Regions from separate parts of the Mus musculus genome. Here region 2 is linked to region 1. Evidence: chromatin contacts called from public Hi-C data. All regions are on one chromosome and are shown on one strand. The core of a region is the stretch at or near the end of the contact, and the rest is flanking DNA. Distances in the headings are between cores, read along the strand shown.

The links. A called contact is a pair of places that touch in the nucleus more often than the background predicts.
Region 2: a Hi-C map of cortical neurons shows a contact between it and region 1, with 3 times the contacts expected there. The contact joins two enhancer-like sites. A contact is called at or near these places in 2 of 484 Hi-C or Micro-C datasets (cortical neurons and forebrain), 1 of 115 datasets of contacts at active chromatin or transcription factors (fibro-adipogenic progenitors) and 1 of 9 other capture datasets (liver).

What each region holds. Positions count from the first base shown.
Region 1 is chr5:44,535,992-44,540,993 of GRCm38.p6, forward strand. All of the region lies in intron 3 of Ldb2 (LIM domain binding 2), which reads right to left. Among named protein-coding and RNA genes, the nearest start is that of Gm40297, 110 kb to the left of the region's middle. Within about 2 kb of position 2,225, at least 56 of the 459 cell types and tissues checked have an H3K27ac peak or open chromatin away from gene starts, as enhancers often do. A contact at or near this core is called in cortical neurons, where this site is marked.
Region 2 is chr5:44,874,524-44,879,525 of GRCm38.p6, forward strand. No RefSeq gene overlaps it. Among named protein-coding and RNA genes, the nearest start is that of Gm36076, 48 kb to the right of the region's middle. Within about 2 kb of position 2,633, at least 50 of the 459 cell types and tissues checked have an H3K27ac peak or open chromatin away from gene starts, as enhancers often do. A contact at or near this core is called in cortical neurons, where this site is marked.

The DNA of each region.
Region 1 (5,002 bases), core at 975-3,474:
CTAAAGGACAGTGAGCGGGTAATGACATCAACAGTTAGAACTAGTTAGTTCAACTAGTTAGTTACAACTAGTTAGTTATGTTTGCTTTGAGGGAGCAGTACAAGAATGCTTGGAGGCTTTGAAAACAGAGGATACAAGATTTGAATTCTGACCATACTTTGTACTTATTCTGGAACTTGAGGGAAATCGAGTATGGCCCCACACCACCAAGTGTATTCTGCAAAGAGAATGCTGTCTAGTGTGCCTAGCCCAAGAAGAACGGGGCAGGCAGATATAGCTGAGCAGATAAAACAAACAGAACCTAGGAGAAGAGAGAATCCAAAAAAGGTCACCATGATGTTTGTGTTGAGATGCAGATCACAAGAAATATCTCTGGGAATGACAGGGGCTTTGGCCTTTAGACTCCATACGTTTTCTCCTTTTTACTATGCTGAGTCTTTGCTCAGACTTTCTGGGAGAAAGATTTCCTAGTTAACACAGATATGCAAACTTCTGAAAGAATGTGTAAAGGCTAATCTGTAAAGCTGTAGTCCAGGAAGATAGTGGTTAACAGCTTACATCAAGTTATCCTGAGATGTGGTTAATGATTCTCCTCTTGGGAGAATACAAACTATGCCATTTGGGAAGTTCTAACTGTCACAGGCAATGGTCGGGGGCGTTCCATGTACTCTGATGAGACATTTCAGAAGTTGTGGGGAAGAATCAGTATAGAAGGCTTAATCAGGCTCTGCTGAAAAAAAGTACACTTGCCATCTTCATTTTATCAAAGATCTGTTGGATGTAATGAGATAATTATTGATAATCTGGGTGAAGACCTCAACCTCAGAAGCAATTAGCAGAACTTCTGAGTAAGTTTGGACATGTGGGCTCCATGCCCTAAAACTCTGAGAGGGGTTGTCTGCTGAGCATGGTTTCTGGCAGCTTAGCTATGAGTGTTAGTGAGTAGAAAGGCAGATGTCGCCAATGTCCCCAAACCATTCTCCCAAACACATCTCGAGCACTGGAATTAATTTACCAAGGTTCTCAAAGAAGTATCATGCAGATTAAACCAAATCCCTACCTCCACTTCAGGGTGTTAATTTCATACAAGTCACCTGCAGTGACAACTTTCACAGAAGGGAGGGTCACAAGTAAACTATCTATGGGAAAAACATATCCATAGGCTATAATATTTTCTTTATTTTTTTAAGAGATGGGATTATTAGATAGTTAAACAAATATATTAGCCTGGTTTAATATCAGGGTCATTTATTGTTACTATTATTGTTGTTCTTGCTGCTGCTGCTGCTATTATCATCTATTTGTTTTCTGTCTGTAAACCACAGGATCAGGGTAGAAAAAGGCTCTGGTCTGCTTCAGCTAGATCCAAGTTTTATGATGAGAGGGAAAGTGTGTAATCCTTCTGAAGTCTGCTCAGTGGGAGCATCTGCAGGGCCAAGGTTAGGTGCTTCCTTCCTTCACTCTGTCATAGCAAACTGGTTGGGACTTCTCTTACAGACAAACCGCGTCAGGCCAACAAAATGGAAAATTGCCACAAGTCACGGGCTCCCTTTGGAGTCAAATGGGCTCACTGTATCCAGGGAGTACTATGTATAAAATGGGAATTCTTAGAACTGTTTCCCAGTTGACTACAACAGATTTTTTTTTTAAAGTAAGTTAAATGATATCCAAAAATGAAAGATGCAAGAGAATTTTGGTCGGTGTTCTTCCCCCCTCCCAAATGATTATACATATAGCATTATCCCAAGACTCCGGGAGACTCCCCTTCTCTAATGGAAGCTAAATGAAATCCAAAGCTTTGTGGTTTGTTTTCTATGCAACCACCAAGAACCATAACAGAGGTACATATGGAAGAGTGTATGTCTCCTTTGTTAGGAAATATAAAAAAATAAGCATAGCTAATAAAGTAAAAGTAATGTTTTCTCACTTCAAAAAATATCTGTAGATTCTTATTAATCAATAGAGTTAATGCAGCTTTTATCTAAAGTTGGTCTTTAAAGGAAAAAAATATCCTGCTTTTCTGTTGGAATCCAAAAATCAAAAAGGGTCCCCAATTAAGAAAACATTTTCTGTTGTGCTGAATTCATGTTACCGTACTGTGAGCTCTGACATTTTGTTTCTGTGGTAACCAAAATCAGCTGATTAGTTGGCATGGCAACAGAAAAGATGTAATCCCAGCAGACACACTCTAATCAATGCCCCCAGCACAGATGGTCTCCGGAGGATCAACAAGAAAGAGGCTGGCAGGCATTCAGTTGATCACGTGCTAGCTTGAGACTCGGCCAGGAATGAGAAAAGTAAAAAAGAACATTTCTCCAACTACCCGGTAGCTTTTTAACCCTTCTCTCTCTCTAGCTAATGAAGTAATACTGATCACACTGTCCTATGATTCAACAGCTCTCATAGAGCAATGTGTATATTTTTTAATAGGTGGGAATATTTAGTTTTGTATCTTTATATATGAACAACAGCGTGAGTCTAATAGAGAATTTAGAATACTATCTAAATTCTAAAAAGCTCTCTGAATTTTACCTAGAGATATCACATATGTAAATTTTATTTGGGGGACATAATACTTAATTAGGGGGATATGATCTTTGACATAAGAAATTTTAGATTGTAGTGTGATACACAGGGAAAAGTCAGAATGGGAAACAACTGTGAAGAAAATCAAGTGAGAAGTGTTCACTTAGAGGACACTTAGTTAATGTGCTTCCAGGTTATATTTGTCTCAGGAGTAAATGATTTCATGATAAATAACTGAGAAGAGAAAAAAAATCCAAAAACTCATGTTTGCAGAAGTGATGCAGGTATCCAACAGGGGTTGTACCTATTGTTTTACTTTGCAAAAGCCAAGAATTTACATTTACAGTGGCTCTCTCAGGATCTCCCGATGTTCACATGTTCACATCCTTGACAATAACTCAAGGGGCTTTGACTCTGAAACTCTCCCGGCATGCTCTTCTGATTATTAAGCCTTGTTTTTCTATTTGATTTGAAATTGAAAACATAAAAGAAAGGCTTTATTATGTGCATTTAAAAATTCTAATTACATATTTATCCTTAATCTATAATGTTCCTGGTATCAGGAAATTGCAAAATGCTCACTATACCCCTGAGGGATATTTAATATCTCTGTTGATTAGGAATGTGGCTGATTTCCGATTCGCTAGTTGACCAAATTTTCATAAAAGCAACTCAGAGCCATTGGGTCAAATGCTATTTGGGGAGAAACAGTTTAGTGGTCGTCTAAATTAGAACAATGTAAGCTGCAGACACATAATGTGCTAAAAATCCTCCAGGAGTAGGACCAGAATGCCAGCTCAGGTTTTACAATTCTCTTTCTTTGTGGCACCAGGAAGCTTACTTTTTGTTTAAAATAGCCATAGTGTTTGATTACACAAGGCTAAGTTATTTTTAATTAACATAAGAACAGAAGGAAATTAGAGTAGCATAGTGAACATCAAGGGTGGAAGGAGGGAGGGAGGGACAGGCAGAGGGAGAGAGAGAGAGAGAAGAAAAATGAATCCTTCGAATCCTATCAAATTTCCTAAAAATAAATGTGCATAATTAGCATCTGGATTAAGTCGCTATAATGAAACTACATGTCCTAGAAAGAGATATTTTTCATCAGAGTATTGAAATATTTATTACAGGAGTAGGCAAATAGTCCATTCTGCCTTGGAGCAAAATGACATAGGTGGTCCAAATAATTGATGCTCTCAGAGCCAAGGGAGCTATGTTCAGCTCTTTCTAGTGATTGCCTTGTTTTCCTGGAAAGAAAGAAAGAAAACCAAAACATACACACATAACAAACAAACAAACAAACAAACAAACAAACAAACAGCACACTGGGGAGCAGAGGGAACATTCCAGATAAAATGAAGCCAAGAAGCAAACCTCTGTGTCTTAACTAAGATGAGAAAAGCACTTCATGCCTTGTGGATTCCTCAGAAAAGTGAGGTGGGGTGTGGTCTAGCACAAGTCTAAAATGTTCCATTACATCCCCTCAGATCAACTCACCTTGCTCTCTTGTGGGTTTGGGCCTGACCCTAGAAAGAAAGATACTGACTAAACCTATAAAAAGGCTGACACAAAATGCTTCTGAAATTTTTCAATGGCTGCAGACATTGAGCATAGTTTCTGAATGATGGAAAAGTTTTATTTAATTAACATGCGTTGTTTCTCTTAAAGCATAAGGAGGTGACATATTTTATTTGAATCAGCTAAAAGAATTGACATCAGAGAGAGAGAGAGAGAGAGAGAGAGAGAGAGAGAGAGAGAGAGAGAGAGAGAGAGAGGCTTTTCCTGCACTACTGAGACTTTGTAACCATGGAAGGGAAGGAGATATGTATGCATCTTATCTGCACGATTATGAAAATGTCCTCTATCTTCTATGTCATAGGCAAATTAAGCCTTCATCCCATAGGACATTTCCTTCCATAAGCAAAACTTTCTTCCTTGGATGGACTTCAGCATTCTTACAATGCAGTTCTCTGACAGAGTCCTTTCCACTCTGGTTAACTATAAGGCAGAGAAAACCCCTAGCTCTTGCCACATTAAAAACGCCTACTGTCAAAGTCAGAATGCTATGGAGTCGATGGCTCTCCATTGTATTACATATTCAGGTGCCACGACTTTGGCTTCATACACCATCATGGGCACTGTGAAAGACTGATGCATACTAATGTGGTCAATGATACTAACATGAAGCATTGAATTTCTTGAAGCAAAATTACACAAGCAACACATCTCAAGCTTTACAGTAGGAATTTTGGTAATTAACCCTGATAATCCAACATCCTTTAACTAGAAAGGTCCGTCATCTGTGTTTTGTTCTAAAAGAGATAGCTGTTATCACTAATATCACAAAAAAGATTCATGCTGAATTTTAGTCAATATTAAATGAGTACGTATTCATTAAAACAAATTTCTGTAGGATTGAAGGAAATGCACCGTTAGAGCATGCATTTAGCATACACAAGGCCCTGAGTTTGATCCT
Region 2 (5,002 bases), core at 1,383-3,882, 340 kb after region 1:
TACAGAACCTTTCTTTTCTTTGAATACTTGGAGTCAGTTAGTTCCTCTGTTCTCCTCAGCAATAGAAGACCTTGCTGTGAAGGTCTAAGTGACTCACTCATCACCATGTATTCCTATAACATATTTACATGCATCATATGTAAACATCATGTTTATGTATAACAACTTCCATTCGCCTATAGAAAAAAGAATCTAAGTGGATGAACATGGAGCTCATGAGACACATTAGACATGAACTGACGAGAATACAGTTGGCCTCCCATAGTCTATGAATTCAACATAAAAAATGTAAAAATATCAAGTCGGTGTAGACTTTTCGCTTGACATTTATGTCCTATGTCCTAGACACTACAGTATAACATTTATTTACATAGAATTCCTAGTCTCCTCTATAAGTAATTGGAGAACTGGATATGATAGAAAATGTCACATCAGCATTCACAGGGCAGAGACAGGAGAACCACAAGTTCGAGGTCACCTTGTACTACATAGCAAGATAAATACACAAACATACCAAAGGCCAGGGATATGGCTCAGTGGGAGGGTACCTGTTTAGTGTGCATAAAGCCTTGAGTTCAAACCCCAGCATTGCTACCTAAATAAAATATATAGAATGATGTGGACAGTTTATATGCAAATACCCCTTTACATAAGGGTCTGGAGAACCTATAGATTCAGATGTCCGTGAGAGTTCTGGAATAAATTCTCCCATAGACATCAAAAGATGACTACATATATGTAGCAAACATAGATAAAAGAAATAAACATATATAAAAACGTTTAAATGGTCAAGCCCTCAAAGATCCATTCCTAAGTTACAATCATGTCAGCTGTGGGAGATGGCGCCTACACCCTGCATTGGCAAAATCCACTATGATCCTATTATGGATCTATGTATGTTTTACCAAAGAACATTAGGCAAAACCATAGCTTCCCAGAAGATACTTGCCAATGATAGCTCTTGTCTTGCTTCTCCTCTTGATACTTCTTAACAGCCTACCACCCTTTGCATCTCTCCAATGGAGAAAGAACTATTGGTCCAATTCCCATCCACCTGTAATATTTCTCATTAATTCTCAGTTTTAATATTTAAGATCACACATCATCAACAGAGAAGTCAGATGGAGAGATTGTAGGATGGGTGGAGGAATGGAAGGGTATATGAAAATTGACTCCTCCAGTATTTAGATGGCATGGCTAAAGCTCTACTGATTCTATGCTAGGTGTTCCTCCACAACTTTCCCTGTGTGATCTCAGGAAGCTTCAAAATGCTATCAAATATCTCTTAATTCTGCCTGTGAGTGCACCACAGTAACAGCAAAATAAATATCATACTCAACACCCACCGTGGTATATCTGTTTAACTCTACATCCTTCACAATAATGACCCTGGCTCTGTCCCTGCACATGTCTAATAAAGACACGTTTCTTTCTAAGAAAGATGCTTCCAACCAAAAGTGCCTCTTGGTGGAAGTTTTGGGTTCCATAGTATCATAGTTTTAGGTTCCATAATAATCAGGGTGGTTTATTTACATCAAAGATCTCCAAAGCGAATCACAAGTATAGAGTGGAATATTCTGGGAAGTAGTCATGATTGTGTATGTCCTTGACTTATGTCTTCAGATCCAAAGCCCTGGATTTGAATATACTCTTCCTCAGAAAGCATCAGCTACATAAATTACCTAAGAATTAAATGATTTTTATAACAACTGGCCTTGCTACTGGAACTAACAACAAGAGACCTTGAAGCCTAGTTCTGGTCCAGATTTTAACAACAGGAGCAAGAACCAACAGGCAACTTGTACAGTTTTGTTTGTAGAAATCATGTACAACAATGTCAGATTGTTTACTAAATGTCCTTCTGAATCTAGTAGATCTTTGGACAATGCTTTCTGAGAGGAGAATCTATTTGCTAAGCTCTTGAGAAGGTAGAAGTTGTTAGGCTGTAAAACCACATTCTCATACAATGCAATTTAGTATTGGATTGTTCTTCAGAACCTATTCTTATCACTGGTGGTGTGATCTTGTGAAAAGTGCTGTCAACATCCACACAATAAGAAGAAAAGTCATCCTTCTCTATATTACGGTGATGTGACAGTCTCCTAGACACCAAAACCTCACACAGGGCTCAGCACATCCTTCCCTAGAATGGGTGCCACTATTAATTGTGAAAATTGTACTTCATTGCACCTGCCAACTTCTTACTGGTTCAATTTCCTCTTCTCCATTTAGCACCTCCCTAATTTTCTTTCCAGTATGAATGGACAACAATTTCACTCTTCCATTTCTCTCTACTTATTCACAACCTTGGGGCTTTCCTCCATGTTGCTAACTGAAGGAATTTCTTAACGAATTAAAGACAGCCCTCCCCATCCCCCACCCCCGATGAATTCTGGTGCCAGTTAATACTACTTTTTTTTCCCCACCCGGACAGATGACCTTCTCTAACAGCTATTATTTTTGTATACTCAGATCTGTTTTCTTACATAAGATCTGGCTTCAGTCCTACTTCTCTGAAGAAAGATGAAACCTCTTGGGGAATCTGCTGTGAATCACCATCTCTATTTCTGCAGAGCGCCTGGCTCTTGCTGAATCTAGAAGCCAGGCCAGCTTCTAGGAGAAGCCAAATCACCGCCTACTATGGGAAGAAACCTGGGAGAGGATGGGCAGAGCTCTTAGCAACAGCAATACCCAGTGCAGGGAAGCAGCAAAAGCTTCCCTGGGCTTGAAAAAAATCTCAAAGAGTACTTCTATTCTTTAAGGGAGATTTTGCTTCCAGGAACTGACTGACATGTGAGTCTAAAGAGACATCTGTAGGAGAGATTTTTAGGGAAAAGACCCTTGGACTCAGCTCAGTTTCTTTACAGGAGGCTCAGTCAAGATAGGAGAAAATGGAAATTCCTTAACAAATTAGAAATAGCCTGCTGCTAACACCACAGACTAGGAACTGCTCTTGGTCTGAATTTTTGGTAAATCTGTAATTATACAATGACAAATACATGTTTTTGCTCCACAGTTGGAATGGATCTTACTTATATAAACGAATTGTGACATTTGGAAGAAGGAAGTAAATAACAGAGAGGTCATGTGACTTACTCAGTGCTGCATAGCCAGGAACCTGTGAGAGCCATAGATCCCTCAGGGGTTGGGAACCTCAGGACCCAGCTTCCTGGATATAGATAAATCTGCTCTCTGGAGTCATAGAAGATCTATCAACTGACAGGGTTCTGTTTCCTTTGATGTTCACACAAGCTCTCACCCCAGTAGGGAGCTGGGCCAGGAAGAGTTGAAAGCACCTGCCCCCAGGTCTACAGAAGGACGCATGAAAGATCCAGACTCAAATGCAGACAATCTCACTCCCAACCACAGACTGTAACTGCATGAGCTGAAGGCTGAGCTATCTGCATTCCCAGTGTTGTCCCCTTCCTATGCTGCTCCTAGATCTGATTCTTTTGAGCATTCTTCAGGCTTGTTAGGTCTCTCATTTGTCCCAGTCTGGTAGTGGTACCTCCCCTAATTTTGCTCACTAGGCTTCTTCTCGTGCTTCTACTGTTTTGGATGTGTGGTCAAGTCTTCTAGCCTCTACAGGTCAAACTGAAGTCTTTCCAGAATTTTAGTTGTGCTTTCTACTACAGCTCAAGGCTCATCATTTCTTCCCTTTTCTTTGGGATAGAGCCAGCATTCTTACCTTTAGAGTCTGGGGGACTACAGGATCCAGAGTAAAGATCTCAAGCTACAAGACCTGCTGGACTCAGCTTGTGGTGGGTTTGTTCCACCCTTCATGCCCCAGCAAGCTAATCAAAAGTGCATACACATATCTACTTTCCGCCCAAAAGAGGAGTCACTCTGTATGTCTCAGTCTTACCCACCAACAAAAGTAGCTAACAGCACACAACACATCAGGCTGGGGAATGTTGTTGTTTGTTTGGTAACTGCTGATGGCTAAGTCATCCAGAGCTGAGAGATAACTCTCTTAGAATAAATGGAAGCTTGCTAACACTTCATAGTCTACACGCCTCCTTTCATTCAGTCATTTGAGCACCTTGTTAGGCTGTGCCAGAGGTCTTTGAATTTGTTACTCGTTACAGCATTACCTTAACCCCATTATCTTTCCTGGATCATGACTCTCCTTTTTGAAAATTACCCAACTGCTTGGGTTCCCTCTATGCTTTTTCATGAATCCTTAGCCTTGCTCATTCATTCACTGGGAATGTTTTGCTGCAGGCAGCACTGGGGAGGAATGTCACGCCACAACGTAGCCAAGCCCAGTGCCTTTGTCATCTCCTTAGGTAACACCAGCTGTGGCCCAGTGGGATCACAAACTGGAACTCACTAAGAATATTTAGAAATTAACTAATCAGAGGGATATAGACACCAACATGGATTCATTGACTTTCCTGGAAACAGATCCAGGCTGTGTCGGAGTTCTGAAAAGAGCTTGCATTATAGGGGAACATGCAGTTGAACACAGACTCGAGGAGTTCTCCGAGGCTTCGGTTTAGGCATAGCATCATTCTGAAGCACACTTCACTTTTTCCTTAGTCTCATCACTTTTAAATAGAACAGGAGCCAGCATCTCTGCCCTGATGATCATGAAAACATACATCTATACCATGACTTGCATATTAAGTCAAAGCAGCTTCTTTCATGATATCCAAACAAGAGGAGTGGAAGTGCCCGTCAGCAGGTGAATGGCTGAGCCAGCTCATTTGCATGATGGACGATCACACAGCAGGAAAAGGAGCACATCCCTATTACATCAGGCACACAAGTAGATGTCATGGGGCAGAACACTTGTAAAATAAGCCAGATGCACATTTGATTCCATTTATATCAATGTAACCCAGTCCACAGAGACAACAAGAGTTCAGCGCTTGCTTAAAACGAAGCCAGGGCTGAGGAGAGAAACATTCTAAAGGGGCCTGGAGAAAACTCCAGAGAATGATGCAATCCCCAGATGATTGTGTCAGTGGTTTGATGGATCCATAGTCCTATCAAAACT